3 separate regions of the Mus musculus genome follow, and regions 2 and 3 are each linked to region 1. The links are chromatin contacts, called in public promoter capture Hi-C maps. All regions are on one chromosome and are shown on one strand. The core of a region is the stretch at or near the end of the contact, and the rest is flanking DNA. Distances in the headings are between cores, read along the strand shown.

What was found. Promoter capture Hi-C pulls out the DNA fragments that hold promoters and counts their contacts. Capture Hi-C pulls out chosen DNA fragments and counts their contacts.
Region 2: a promoter capture Hi-C map of neural stem cells shows a contact between it and region 1. The contact joins the promoter of Zfp420 here to the promoter of Ech1 in region 1. A contact is called at or near these places in 1 of 39 promoter capture datasets (neural stem cells) and 1 of 9 other capture datasets (pancreatic islet).
Region 3: a contact with region 1 is called in a promoter capture Hi-C map of liver. The contact joins the promoter of Haus5 here to the promoter of Ech1 in region 1. A contact is called at or near these places in 1 of 39 promoter capture datasets (cranial neural crest) and 1 of 9 other capture datasets (liver).

The regions. Positions count from the first base shown.
Region 1 is chr7:28,822,901-28,827,576 of GRCm38.p6, forward strand. It overlaps Ech1 (enoyl coenzyme A hydratase 1, peroxisomal), which reads left to right and starts at 2,438. Exons shown (of 10, transcript NM_016772.1): 1 at 2,438-2,512; 2 at 2,974-3,178; 3 at 3,285-3,373. The coding sequence starts at 2,461.
Region 2 is chr7:29,857,081-29,862,047 of GRCm38.p6, forward strand. It overlaps Zfp420 (zinc finger protein 420), which reads left to right and starts at 2,899. Exons shown (of 4, transcript NM_172740.2): 1 at 2,899-3,013; 2 at 3,936-3,988.
Region 3 is chr7:30,661,411-30,666,378 of GRCm38.p6, forward strand. Haus5 (HAUS augmin-like complex, subunit 5) reads right to left here and starts at 3,584. Exons shown (of 19, transcript NM_027999.1): 1 at 3,421-3,584; 2 at 1,813-1,875; 3 at 1,685-1,717; 4 at 1,526-1,550; 5 at 459-564; 6 at 219-378. The coding sequence starts at 3,518.

The DNA.
Region 1 (4,676 bases), core at 1,188-3,687:
GAGTACTCAAGTTAAAAGTCTAAAAATAAGGTAGTTCTGATGCTGTTCTGACATGACAACTGGACCTTGGTCTGTGTACAGAGATGATTGTGCGTTGTGGTTTACTGGCCCTGAAAGTCATTTCTGGGTCTCGCTAACTCACTGATCCTGAGGCAGAGTTTACAAGTGGGGTTGAAGGATGCAAACTGTTAAGTCCGTGGTGGATAGTCCTGGGATTTAGATGGAAACCTCCGGAGATGGCTTCAGTAGAAACAAGGCCTAGGAGGAACACAGGTTAAAAACTGATGTCCTGGAGAGTGGGAGCAGGCCACACTAGTGACAGTGGTGGCAACGTCCTGGAGAGCCAGACTGGCGTTTCAGCATCTGGAGTCACAGTATCACATGGAAAGTACTAACTGCACCCTAGTTTGCTGTAAAACAATCGGGGAGATTCAAAGAGTTTTATCTACTATCCAGTTCATTTTCTGTTGGCAATTAGACCTGTAAATGTATAAACACTCCACGTGTATCATCCACAATTACTTTTTTATACCAGTTAAATGATGCACATTACTGAATGAGATGACATGACCACTCCAAGCTACGGTTGAGGTTTTGAAGATAGAAGTGGGTACAGCCAGAGGCATCTGGAAGGGTCCAGAGCAGGGAAAGAAGGTAGTAGACTGAACATGCCCAGTAGGGAGTCACAAAAGGGGTTGGACCAAGAGGAGAGAGGGCAAAGAGCAAACATGGCCAAAGTGGCTGAGTTAGATGGGAATGAAGCTGGAAGGGACGCCCAGGAGCTTGAGTTTAGGGTAGGGGGCAGGGTGAGCAGAGTGGAGCCACAGGGGTGTAGACTGAGCCTGCAGGTGCTTTGGTTTGCCAAGAGCACCACAGCCATTTGTTCCAGGGTTTCTTTTTGTTGATAAGAGGCAACAACTTCCTAATTTCTTAGCTGAAACTAGGGTGTCCTTTCTGCTCACATTTTAGTATCTGCATAGGATTTTCCAACAAAAGGAGGATAAAACATTACTCCTGGTAGTTGCTACATCTGTCCCTTGTGTGGGTGGGGTGGGGTGGGGACTGCCTACCTCAGCTGTAAGTCTGGGTAGCAGACATCCCCTACTGTCCCACTGGCCCAGAGACATCTGTTCACCCTCTTGGCAAACATCTCCCTAAGGAGCACACTTAGACGGTATTTTATGCTCTTGGGTAATACTTTCTCAGGCTTTTTTTTTTTTTTTTTTTTGGTATGTCTGTTTTGAAAATATAGCCTTTGCCAGGTGGTAGTGGTAGCACATGCCTTGAATACCAGCACTGGGGAGGTAGAAGGTGACAGATCTCTATAAATTCGAGGCCAGCCTGGTTCACAGAGTTCCATGATAGCCAGAGCTACACAGAAATTGTCTAGAAACAAACAGCATATTATTATATTTATTTAGACAGGGTCTCTATAGTAATGGAACTTGCTATGTAGAAGAGGCTTGTCTTGAACTCGCAGAGATCTGCCACCTGCCCCTGTCTCTGTCTCTGTCTTTTTGGTTTTTCGAGACAGGGTTTCTCTGTGTAGCCCTGGCTGTCCTGGAACTCACTTTGTAGACCAGGCTGTCCTGGAACTCAGAAATCCGCCTGCCTCTGCCTCCCCAGTGCTGGGAGTAAAGGCATGCGCCACCCTGCCCGGATTTTTTCCCTTTTTTTTTTTTTTTTTTTTTTTTCTTTCCCTGCCCCTGTCTCTTGAGTGCTAGGATTGAAGGTATGAGGCACCACATTGAACTTCCTTGGGTTCTTTTCAGAGTCTTTGTTGCGGGGGCTGGGTGTAGGATGATCCCTTCTCAGGAGGCAAAAGGTGGAGGATACTTGAAGTTACAGGCAAGCCTGGGGTTTTATATAGACCTTACATAAATCAGGGAGAAGAGCCTGGGGATATGTTCGGTGTTAAATGTTTGCCTATGTTGCCTCAGTCCCCTCGCACCACAAAACAAAGGAGGGTGGCGTTAGAGCCATTTACTCCTGCCTACGCACTTCTAAATGTCCAGTAACCTTGAATCCGTATAACTTCCCTGGTCCAGGAGCCAACTTCTGGCGGTAAGGGAATAAAAACTGCTTAATTCTGGCCAGCCGGTATCCTAGCAACTAAACTGCTGCCCTTCTGTCCTTGACTATTTCAGTTGTCTGCATTTTGTTCCAACACAGCGTTGTGATGAACTTTATACACAATTTTCCAACAGCACTGTGAAATATTTTCTCAGGCCAGCGTCCCACTGGGCCAAAGGTTTAAGCAACGTCCCAAACACATGAGACACGAAGGAGTGCTTTTTTTTTTCGTTTGCCCTTAGTAAAGATGGCGAACTAGGTGGGACCTCGCTGCTAAAGGGCGGTGGCCGCGGTGGCTTCGGTGCCCTTGACCAACATGGCGAACGTTCGTGCCCGCCCCCTAAGTTTTTCTTCGGGAGTAAGTCGCACAGCTCCGGAGCTCCAGAAATGGCTACCGCGATGACAGTTTCCAGTAAACTCCGCGGCCTGCTGATGCAGCGTGAGTTACCCCTTAATCCGTGGGGGCTCGTTTTTGTGTCGTCTTGTTATAGCGGCGATAAGACGGGAAGTCTGCCTGGGTCGCTTTAAACTCAGGAGTCCTTTTGTAATTTAAAATGAAATTATAATTTTTTAGGTCTGTCTTTCAACCTGAATTCTTTGTCCCCAATCTTGGGTCATTTCCACAAACAAGGGTCTAATGTAGTCTCAGACTGAAACTTGGTTTTTCGAGACAGGATTTCTCTGTGTAGGCCTGGCTATCCTGGAACTCTCTGCAGACTAGGCTGGCCTCGATCTGAGATCGGACTGCTTCTGCCTTCCAAATGCTGCCTCCCAACCACCTCCTGGCTTGCATACCCTAATCTTAAAAGTTATGTCTGGTCATGCCAGCGCCCCTAAAGAGCATATACTGTTAAAATGTCCCCATTCTAGGCTCTCAAAGTCTCTTCCTTGTCTCCCCAGAGCTGAGAGGTACCAGCCAGCTGTACTTCAACATCAGCCTTCGATCTCTGAGCTCCTCTGCACAAGAGGCCTCCAAGAGAGCCCCCGAGGAAGTCTCAGACCACAACTATGAGTCTATTCAAGTCACAAGTGCCCAGAAGCATGTTCTCCACGTGCAGCTAAACCGGCCAGAGAAGAGGAATGCCATGAACAGGGCTTTCTGGAGGTCTGGCCTGCAAGCCCACAAGCCTATCTGCTAGAGGAGACAGAGGTGGGCAGGGACAGGGGCTTCCCACTCCAGATATAACCCTTTACTTCTTATGCCTCTGCAGGGAGTTGGTGGAATGCTTCCAAAAGATATCCAAAGACTCGGACTGCCGGGCTGTTGTAGTCTCCGGTGCAGGAAAGATGTTCACTTCAGGTACTTGTCTGCCTGCTGGCGCCTCTCCCCCTGCTGGGGCAGCCATGCTAGCAGTTTTCTTTGCTGATTTTGTCACTTACTCTTTTTTTTTTTCCCTCCCCTGGCTGGCCTGGAACTCTCTATTTAGACTAGGCTACTCTAGAAGTTGAAGTAATCCTCCTGCCTCAGCTTCCTAAATGTTGATGCTGGGATTGTAAACATGACTCAATGCTTTGGCCTCCTTTTGTTTCTAGAAGGAAACAAAAATACTGGGCCGGTGGCATGTGCCCTTAGTCCCAGCACTGGAGTGGCAGAGGCCAGTGGCTCTCTGGGAGTTCACGGCCATCCTGGATGACAGAGCCAGATCTAGGACAGCCAGGGCTGCACGGAGGAATCCTGTCTAGAAAAACCAAAAAGAAAAAGTTACTTTTATTTTTGTGTGCGCGTGCATGCACACGTGTGCAAAAGTTAGATGACGGCTTTTGGAAGCTGGTTCTATCCTTCCCCATGATCAAGTGGACCTGGATGCTGGTCCTGCTCGCCTGCAAGCCTTCAAACTCCTTTTCCTGCTGAGCCATCTTGCTGGCTCCATAGTGGTTCTCAATGAAAGTTTTTATTTTTATTTATTTATTTTTTAAAGACTTATGATTATATAATAATATGTAACATAAGATCCCCCTAGGGCTGGTGAGATGGCTCAGTGGGTAAGAGCACCCGACTGCTCTTCCAAAGGTCCGGAGTTCAAATCCCAGCAACCACATGGTGGCTCACAACCATCTGTAACAAGATCTGATGCCCTCTTCTGGTGTGTCTGAAGACAGCTACAGTGTACTTACATATAATAAATAAATAAATCTTTAAAAAAAAAAAAAAAAAAAAATCCCCCTAGGGCTGGACTAACAGGTTGGGTGTGATCAATTTGACAGTGTTGGCTCACAACCATCTGTAATGAAATCTCATGCCTTCTTCTGGTGCATCTGAAGACAGCTACAGTGTACTTAGATATAATAATAAATAAATCTTTTTTAAAAAGTATATAGGTTCTTAACTGTTGAGCTACGCCATTAGTCCTCAGTGGGTTTTTGTTTGGTTGGTTTTCTGAGACAGGGTTTCTCTGTGTAGCCTTGGCTATCTCGGAACTTGATCTGTAGACCAAGTTCAGGCTGGCCTGGAACACAGAGATCTGTCTGCCTCTGCCTCCTGGGCACTGGGATTTAACAGCTTGCACCACCATGCCCAGCTTTTTTTTTTTTTCTTTTTTTTTTTTTTTCAGTCTAATTTAAAACATTCACCCGTGTGTGGGTGTGTGTACTCAGGAGTTGGC
Region 2 (4,967 bases), core at 1,649-4,148, 1.0 Mb after region 1:
AGACCTGCTGTGTTTTTGCCAAGTGTGAAGGAAATACAGAATGGGGAGTAGAGAAAGGTAGTTATAAGGGTGCATGACCAGTTACAGAAAATAGACTATGATTGACATGTTTCTGTCAAATTTTGTTAAGATATTTGTTTTCTTTCTCTAATTTCTTTATCGTGTGATATAGCATCAATTAAGAAATTATCAATGGTTATCATACTTAAGTTTGAGATACTAAAAGAATGTCCAAGACACACTGCCACCTATCTTAAATTTATAATGCATTTGCAATTGTATAAGGTATAGCTTTATTCGACATAATTATAACCTGCTTATTTTTTATTTTGAAATTAAGCATGATGTAAGGAGATATGATATGAACTTGTAGTGGCCATCTTTGGCTATCAACTTGACTTTATCTGGTCTACAAAGTGAGTTCCAGGATATACTGAGCTATGTAACGTACCCCATCTTAAACAAAATTTTAAAAAATTAAAAACAAAAAGTCTATTATTATCTGTAATATCAATCATGGTTGATGGCAAGCTTGGAGCATTAATTTTTGGATGATATGACTTTGGTAGGTTTTGTTTGTCTGTCTCTTGAACAAAATGTGATTATGTTATATTGTGACAAGCCTTGAATATTGTCTCTAAATATAGTTATTGTTTTATTTGTTTTACAAGCATCTATTATGGATATTTTAGTTGACAACTTGACTGCATCTCAAGTTAAATAAAACTCCAAAACGAGCACACCTGTGAGGGATTTTTTTCTTAATTAAATCATTTGATGAGGGGGGTCTACTTCTTATCTGGACCTTTGAGGTAGGAAGACCCACCTTTAATCCAGATCTTTTGGGGTGGAAAGATCTGCCTCTAATTAGGGCCACACCTGGAAACCTACATTAAGGACATGGAAGAAGGACTCCTCCCTCTTTCCCTGCTTGTTCTCATCCTTGTCATTCCTTTCCTGGCATTAGAGTCAATTTCTTCCATATTCACCTGTGTGCCAAATTCTTATTTTGTCAAATCCTGAAAATTTTGCCATTATACACAGTCTTCTTAATGCCCACTTTGAATGTGTCTTCACTATTTATTTTTCATTACCAAGATAATGTGTAGATTTCTTCTTCTTGTAGAAAACTTGCTCCACATTCTAGGTAAAGCTGAGCTTCCCTTTGGCCTCCATTCCTGTAGCAGTTCCTTCCCGAGGTAGGCACTGCATTTGTCTTAGATACTCTCCTATTGCTGTGAGAAGACCCCATGACTAAGGCAACACAGGAAAATGAAGTGGAAAGTTCTGGTCTCTTTGTGACATGGATAGTTTTCTGGAAACTGTCTTATGGTTGTGCTGAAGCAGACATGTGGGAAGTTGTTTTGCTGAGAACAGACACGTGGTGTTTTTCTGGAAGCTACTTGGAAAGAAGGCATGTGATGTTTTGTTAGCAGATGCTTGAGAGAACATGTGATGTTTGAAAAGGGTATAAGTATAACCCAACAGACATAGGTGTTGGGTGACAGTGGGTCATCTTGCTATTCTTTGCTAGTCACCGTTTGTTGTGATTTCGTAGAGAGAAACACACCAAAGAACTTCCGGTGGCATTCCAGTGGCTTCTTGCTGCTTCTGTGGACTCTGGCCAATTTGGAAGAGCCTTGAGGTTTCTTCTGGATGGACGCAAGCCACTGCTATGGCTGATTCGTGAATATTGCTTACAAGTGAGTCGAGCTACCACTGCTGATTCCTGTGAATTGAACTGCCTGCTGCTATCCTGACAACAAAGACTGGGATTGCCCCAAAGAACTATTTCTAAACAGCCCACATCCTCCTCTGCCCTATTAACCTTTCCTTTCCACTGCCTCTGGTGGGTGGTAGGCTAGAAGGGAGGTTAAAGCATTTAAGCACACTTAAGTTGGTTTTGAAAAATACAAGCTTACTGGAAAAAAAAATATATATATATATATGAATGAGAGAGACAGAGTCTTTCTGTGTAACCCTGAGTATCCTAGACTTTGTTCTATAGACCAGACTGGCCTCAAATTCAGAGATTCACCTAACTCTGCCTCTGGGAGGAAAAAATACTTTTGTTTTTTCAAGACAGAGTTTCTCTGTATTGCCCTGGCTCTCCTAGAACTTGCTCTGTAGACCAGACTGGCCTTGAATTTAGAGATCTGCTGGCCTCTGCCTCCCAAGTGTTAGGATCAAAGGAGTGTGTCAGCCCTGCCTGGCTGAAAAAAAGAAAAAAACACTTTTAATTAGAGGCTTGCAGACAGTTTCAGAGGGTGAGTCTGTGGTCAACATGGTAGGAAATATGGCATCAGGCAGGCTCTGCCCTAGAGCAAGTAGGTGAGAACTCACATCTGATTCTAAGGCCTCACTTGGGCTTGAACCCTCAAAGCCCACCTACAGAGGTACACCCCTGCAACAAGGCCACATCTCCTAACTGAGAACCAACATCCAAATATATGAGCCTGTGGGGGCCATTCTCCTTCAAACCAATGAAGTGGAAACTTAAGGGTTCTTTGAAAGTCGTTTGGAAGTGGATACAGGTGAAAGATAACACAGATCATCATGAGCAACTAGTCAATTATTCCAGAAATATGTAGTGACCCTTCACAAACAAACTACAGTGGCTGAATCTCTGTTGAGCAACCCCACATGTGGTATAAAATCTCATTACCACAGGTATAAATCACCTCACAAATATTGCGATTGGGGGGAGAGAGGGAGGAAAGAGGAGCGGTTTGGAAGGAGAGAGGGGGAAGGGAGGGGAGAGGTGGAAGGGAAAGAGGGAGGGGTGAGAGAGAAGGTGGAGGGGAGGGAGGGGGGGGCAGGCATTGGCCCCAGCCATTGGACTACATTTCCCAGAGCCACCGGGAGCAGAACGCCGTTTCCGTTTCCTGGCGAGAGTTCGGGGTACTTGCGTCACGAGAGGGTTGTGTCTGGAGGATCTCCTAAGCATCCCATAGAGCAGGCTGCCTGTAGTGGAGCCCGGCGCAGGAGGCGGGACCCTGAGCTTCCCTCGGAGGTGAGCGTGCTGAGGAACGTCTGGAGGACGTGTCTGTGGCATTAGGTGGCGGTGTCTCCCGTGTATACGCCACAAGCCTGTGCTTTTGGAGCCTGTTGCGACCCTTGGTTTGTGGTTGGCGTGCTGTGTGTGAATGAGTTGTGACACACAAGGGTGTGTGTGATTGTTGCTTATCTCACTAGAGATGTTTCTGGGACTGATGGTGTCGGCCCACGTGTATGGTGGAGAAACGGTGCTGTTATAGCGAGGTATTTAGATGTTTATGTCACTCTGAGGTTGTTGATGTACCTGGTATCCTGTGCATAACTGGCTTGCCTCGGAAGACATGTGTGATAGTGTCACTGAGATTACGATTGCTTGTTTCCGTCGCCTGTGACTTTTATAGTGTTCTCCCATTTGGGTGACTGTGTGAGTGCGTGTGTATGAATGTATGCGTGTGTGTTTATGTGTGTACGTGTGTGTATGTGTGTGACTGTAGGATGCTGTGTGCTGTACTCATGATTGTAAAGAAAGTAGAAGTTCACCCTTGTAAAAGAATGTCGCTGACAGTATTTGTCCCTGACAGAATGTTTGGTTATTGTACATGCTTGGGTCCTATATACGAGTTAGTGCTCCAACGGTGTAGCTCTGACAGTGTAAATTGTGACACTAGCAATGTGACTGTGGAAATTTTCTTGTTTCTACCTGTGATCCTTCCCTGATGTGGTAGGGTACAACGGTGAAATTTTGTTGGAATTCATGGGGGGTCCCCACCATGAATCTACCAAAGGATCCTGAGTTGCTTGTGACTTTGTCTCTCCCCAATTACTCCCAGAATGTAAAGACTTAACCCCTCTGTGGGGACGGAGGAAGAGGTTGTCTCTAATTCAGAGTATATGGCAAGAACAACATAGCATCTCATTTAACTTTTTTATTCTCAAAGTACAACACAGAAGAGGAAAAATGGCCATTGTCCATCTAGAAGGGAAGTTTGAGGTAAGCAGATATTTGTCTCCTCAACAGCCTTTATCATGTCAGAAAACGATCTTTGTTTTACTTTATTGTTGTTTTTGTGACTGTCTCCTACCCAAGTCTTCTCTTATAATGGAGGAACAAGGCAATTTATTTATTCCTATTTACTTATTTTTGAGGCAGGTCTCTGCCTGGTTTGAACCTCTTTATGTAGTACACACTGGCCTTGAAATCATAAAGACCCATCGTCCTCTTCCTTCCAAGTTCTGGGTTAAAGGCATGCATTAACTCAATGGCATTTGATGTTTATATTTTGAGAGTAATGAAAATGTGTAATTTGTAATAGATGTTTTCCAATACTGGATACATTTATAAAGAATGGATTTGATGCTCAAATTAAAAGAAAGAGCATTCTTGTACTATTTATGTAACTTTTGGGAGAATTTAGCTTTTGTTTCAGTTTTTTGTTTTGGTTTTGGTTTGGTTTGGTTTTCTTTTTGAGACAGGGTTTCTCTTTGCAGCCTTGGCTGTCCTAGAACTCACTCTGTGGACCTGGCTGGCCTTGAACTCAGAAATTCCCCTGCTTCTGCCCCCTGAGTGCTGACATTAAAGGCATGCGCCACAACCACCGAGGGTCTTAGCTTTTTTAATTTTTATATTTTCAGTACCATCTTGCTTTATAGCGCCAACTAGTCAAATTCTTACTTCAACCTTCAGTTTTGTTTTGTTTTTGTTTATTTAGTAAATGAAGTCTTCTATTTGTGTGCATTTGAGTGAATTTGCTCCATGTTGTATGCAGGTACCTGGGGAGTCCATAAGAGGGCACTAGAGCTTCCATTACAGGCAGGTGCGAGCTGCCAGATGTGGGCGCAGGGGAACGAAACTGGGATCCTCTGCCACTGCAGACTTCATTCTGTTCTGTTTTGGTTTTAGACAGGGTCTTGAGTCGCCCAGGTGAGGATCCTTGAACTCTTGGTCCTATTGTCTCTGCCTCTTAAGAGCT
Region 3 (4,968 bases), core at 2,334-4,833, 1.8 Mb after region 1:
GGTGGGCCTTATTTTGTATATTCACTTGTTTCTCCAAAGCCAGTGTTGTAGACATCCAGTTGGCACCATAAATCCAGGCGCTCAAGATAATAAAACTGCCCATCCTGACAGCCCTTATGCTATGGCTGGAAGCTCATGATTCTGAAAGGAAGGGATCAGGCAGAACACAGGGATTTCTGAGGAGAATGTCTAACCTCCTTGGGGAGGCTGAACCCCACCTTTGCATGTCCTGCAGATGTTTGAGCTGATTCTGCAGCCGCTGCATGGGGTCTTGCAACCCACGTTGCTGTCTTCGTACAGCCCCAGCTTGGGCCTGGAGGAGAAGAGCTCGATGCTGGGTGTCTTTCAGGCTCTGCAGTGTCTGTGTCATAGCTACATCTGTGGGAGGAACAGGGATGGCTGTCAACACTTTTGTCACCCAGGGTTTCACTGCCCATCCGGCTGGCCCCATGAGTCACCCTGAGCTTCAGACTCTTGATCCATCAGCTCCAGGCTCTGGTCTAGCTCTTGGTTCTCTGCCCGAAGGCGGGCCACAGTGGCTTCCAGCTCCAACTTCCGATGGATCTGATAGGATCAGGTAGAGGGTCAGAAGGTCAGATGCTTGGACTCCTTGGAGTTTAGCCTGGCTGTACTACCTTCTGGGTGGCATTCGGCTTCTCTCCTCATCTCCTGGGAGATGGTTGACAGATTTTTCTTTGTTTAAGTGGCTCAGGTCTGACATAGAAGCACTAAGAATCTACTTGGTTCTCTCCCTCCTGGAATTGCCTCTCTATCTTCTTGGTTTCTGTCTGTGGGGTGACTCCTACATCTCTGTCAGATGCTTTTTTAAAATTATTTTTTATTTTTATTGAGATAGGGTTTTGGTGTGTAAACTAGCTCAGACTGCCTTTAAATTCACAGTCTTCTTCAGCATCCACGTGCTGGGATAACAGGCAAGTACCAACATACTCAGCCTCCATTTTTTTAAAAAATGTATGTCGGTGTACCACATGCATACAGGTACCAGTGGAGGCCAGAAGGTGTTAGATCTCCTAGAACTGAAATCACAGTCTGCTGTTAGACATCTGCTCTGGATGCTGGGATAAGTCCTCTTCAAGAGCAGCGAATGCTCTTAATTGTAGGTCCCCCTCCTAGTCTTGACCTCTTCCTTGAATTCCTTAGCAGCTCTGACAAACTCATCCTTCTCCTTTTAGCAGTTTTGTTTACTGTGTCTACTTTTGACCATGTCTCACTATGTAGCCCAGGCTGGCCTTACACTCATGTTGACCCTTCTGCTTCATCCTGAGTGCTGAGACTATAGGACTCAAGACCTTCCTCTCTCCAACACCAATGCCCCATGTCCATACACCACTGCTCCCCATCTCGTGCCTGGCTCACCCTGGATCGCAATCCCTGGGAGCGCAAAGATCTGGGTTGTTTTGTAACATGGTGTTCCTGACAGACCCATCACCTCCAGGGCCTAGAGCAGAATATTTGCAAGCTGACTATTGGTTGAGGGAGAATATTAACCACACAGGCTTCTTACCTTTGGATTGTCCTGATAGGCATGCCTAGAGAAAAGAGAATAGAGTTAGGAGATGGCTGGGGCTTCCAGGGGAGAAGGCAGGAAGTAGAGGCCTTGGTTATGGACAAGGCTAGACAAAACTGGTGAAGATAGGAATCAATGAATTTAAGAAGCAGTTACCAGAGGAGGTTTCCCTGGATCTTCTTGATATTCCTGCATTGGAGAGATGAAGGGAGAGGAGTTGCTGTGGGCCTTCCCTGTGCCTTTCCCACTCTCTGACCCCCTCCCCTGCACTAGGTTTGGCTTACCTCTGACTACGCACATGCTGCACAATGTAGGCCCAGATGTCAGCGCCCTGACTCAGACACAGCCTGAAGGGATACAGCATAGAGTATGACTGGAGCATTGCCCAGGAGGAGAGGAGGACCCTCCACTGTCTCCACAGTTATGGTGGTGGAAAGTTCCAAGATTTCTCACTTCGGTGGGTGGGCCTGGGGGTTGTCACTGAGAGGGTGGCCTTCTCCCTAAGTCTGAGGGTATTCTTATTCCATGACAGGTTCTATTTCTTCTAGGAGAGGTTTAGTTGTAGTCACTTTCAGAGGTGGGTGTAAGAGGTTTCCACCCCAGGAAATGGTCTTTCATAACAGGGTCATATGCTACTGGTTTCTGCAGATTTGATCCCCAATAGAACAGCCACTGCCAACTGCCTAGTGTCACCTTTGATTAGGGTAAGAGTGGGTAGGTGAGGTGCTGTAGGAACCCCCTTATTCTGCAGATCTGTCTCATTCTCGATGAGGGATAAAGAAATAATAGTTTTGTTTTGTTTTTTTGGTTTTTTGAGACAGGGTTTCTCTGTATAGCCCTGGCTGTCCTGGAACTCACTTTGTAGACCAGGCTGGCCTCGAACTCAGAAATCCGCCTGCCTCTGCCTCCCGAGTGCTGGGAAGAAATATAGTTTTTAGCTTAATATTTTGTTTTGTTTTGTTTTTGTCTTTTCAAGACAGGGTTTCTCTGTGTAGCCGAACTCAGAAATTCACCTGCCTCTGCCTATCAAGTGCTAGGATTAAAGGGGTGCGTCACCACGCCCGGCTTAGTTTTTAGCTTAATTAATGTATACCAAAGTTATTTGCAGAGCTTGCTTCCCCTATCTCTGTCTCCTGCTGCAAGCTGTCTGCAGCAGCCACTCTCTATCTTCAGCTGTCTCCTGCTGCTTAAAGAATCTTCCCTTTCTCCAGGCAGTGGTGGCGCATGTCTTTAATCCCAGCACTTGGGAGGCAGAAGCAGGTGGATTTCTGAGTTCTAGGCCAGCCTGATCTACAGAGTGAGTTCCAGGACAGCCAGGGATACACAGAGAAACCCTGTCTTGAGAAACTCAAAAAAAAAAAAAAAAAAAAAAAAAAAAAAGAAAGAAAGAAAGATTCTTCTCTTTCCCTGCCAGTGTAAACAAATTCAAGACCACCCGGCCCCTTCCCTATCTGCAGGGACAGACTAGTGGTCATAAAGACCACAGCTGCCAGAAATGACCATCCTTGAGAAAACCTCCCTAGCCCTCCTCAGCCTGAATTCTGAGGAAAACTACAAGCTGCTTTGACCTTGCTGATTGCTGACAAAGTTTTCTGCCAAATTAAAATTATACTGTTGCTTTATTAGCCAATAATAAAATAGCTGTGTGAGCCCTTTCACAAAAAGTATAAATTAGCTGTATTTAGACAATCGGGGTTGACTCTCCCTGCGAGGCTGAGCAACCTCATGTGCGTCGGATTAAAAACCTCTTGTTATTACAGCGTCTATGATCAAGCTGTGTTTCTGGGGGTCGCGTTCTCTACACCTGGGCCCCGGGGGTCTAACAGGGCGGTGATCTTACTCCTCGAGGCTAATTCCAGGATGGGGAGACCTTACTCCAGAAGCAGCCTCACCTACGCAGCGTCGACTCCCGGGGGCGAGCTGCTAGGGGCACCTCCATCTCTTCAGCAGCCCAGCGACTCAGTTCCCGCTCTTTCTGCGTTAGTTCCATGGCTGTCACAGAGCTCAGCTGCAGTCGCAGCTTCCCGCACTCTCTTTAAGTATGGCGCCCATCTATGACGTCAGGAGCGCGACGCTGAGATGTCACCGGTTGCCAAGCAGACAGCAGGTCCCGGCTGACGGGTCTCTCTGTACCGGGCCGCTACCCGTAGCGGCTCTTGGCGCTCTAGTGTATGTAGGTTAGTAAATGAAAATGAAAAGGATGGGGTGAAATTCAGACACCCGCTTATCCACCTTTGTTCTTTCACTCACTGTAAGAGGCAGAAGGTTCTAAAAGCTTCACTCTACCTGGGGAAAAAAAGGGGGCGGCGGGTGGGAACGTGCAAGAAATTTCCTTTTCCCAAACTCGGGCTTTTAGACAAAACCCATCATTCTCTCAGGGACTTAAGAAAATCGTTTTTACTTGCTAAAAGTGGTCATTCTCCTCGTCTTTGGCAGAAGGGACATAGAACTCTTCCATTAATCTATGCCTTTGGTGGCGTCTATTGGCATATCGAGGTCTATGCTAGCTTCTAGGTTCCTTCAGGCCCTTCTCACAACAACCTCTTACAGAGTCATCCTGCCTGCCTGGCATACCCCGCCCCTACACCGAATCTCTCTAGCCCCCGAGCTTTGCCCACTTCAGATTCTCATAACTCAGCCATTTTGGCCACTCCCCTCTTTATTCCCAAGCACCCTCGGGGTCCTCTTGGAACCCTCTCTCCAAGTCTTCTCTTCTTAGCTCGCCCCCGCCCCACTCCCCACCTCTCCTCTCGTGGCCCCATCTATTTTGCTGGTTATATTCAGTCTGAACTCTTCCAGATGCCTCTGGCTGTACTCTTCTTCATGTCTACAGTAAAATCCTTCTCACCCATACTTAGGAGCATTCTTGTCCTGTTGTGGGTTGCCCTGGCGCCATTTGTATTTTGATGTTTATTCTGCTTCATCAAGAGGAGCTGTCCTCTACAATGAGCAGAGCGCATACTCAGGTGATCTCACTGGGCCTTCTTCCCAGTCTCAGAGAGGGAGGAGAGAGACATGGCCTGGAGAAGCCGCAAGTAGCAAGAAGTCTCATAGTTGGCAACTAGATTAGTACAGTGATAGATCTGCCCAATCTAGGCATATAGCTTATAACTATAACTGAGTTGTGTGTTTTTTATACGGGCTTATTGGGGTGAGAAATTACCGCAACATTGTCCTGATTTTCATTCAATGAGAAACAAATGAGAGACAATGGACTTAATGCTCATTTTATTAATTTTTAATTTAGCTAACTTTTCTATATATTTTAAGATATGTTAGATCTTATTTTGTGAGTATATGTTTTTTTGCCTGCATGCAGTACGGTAATTCCCCAAATTAATCTGCAAGCTCCACCTGCTCAGGAACCAGATAACTTCCTGGAATGCAGGAATTTAATTTTTAAAAAAGATTTATTTATTATTATATGTAAGTACACTGTA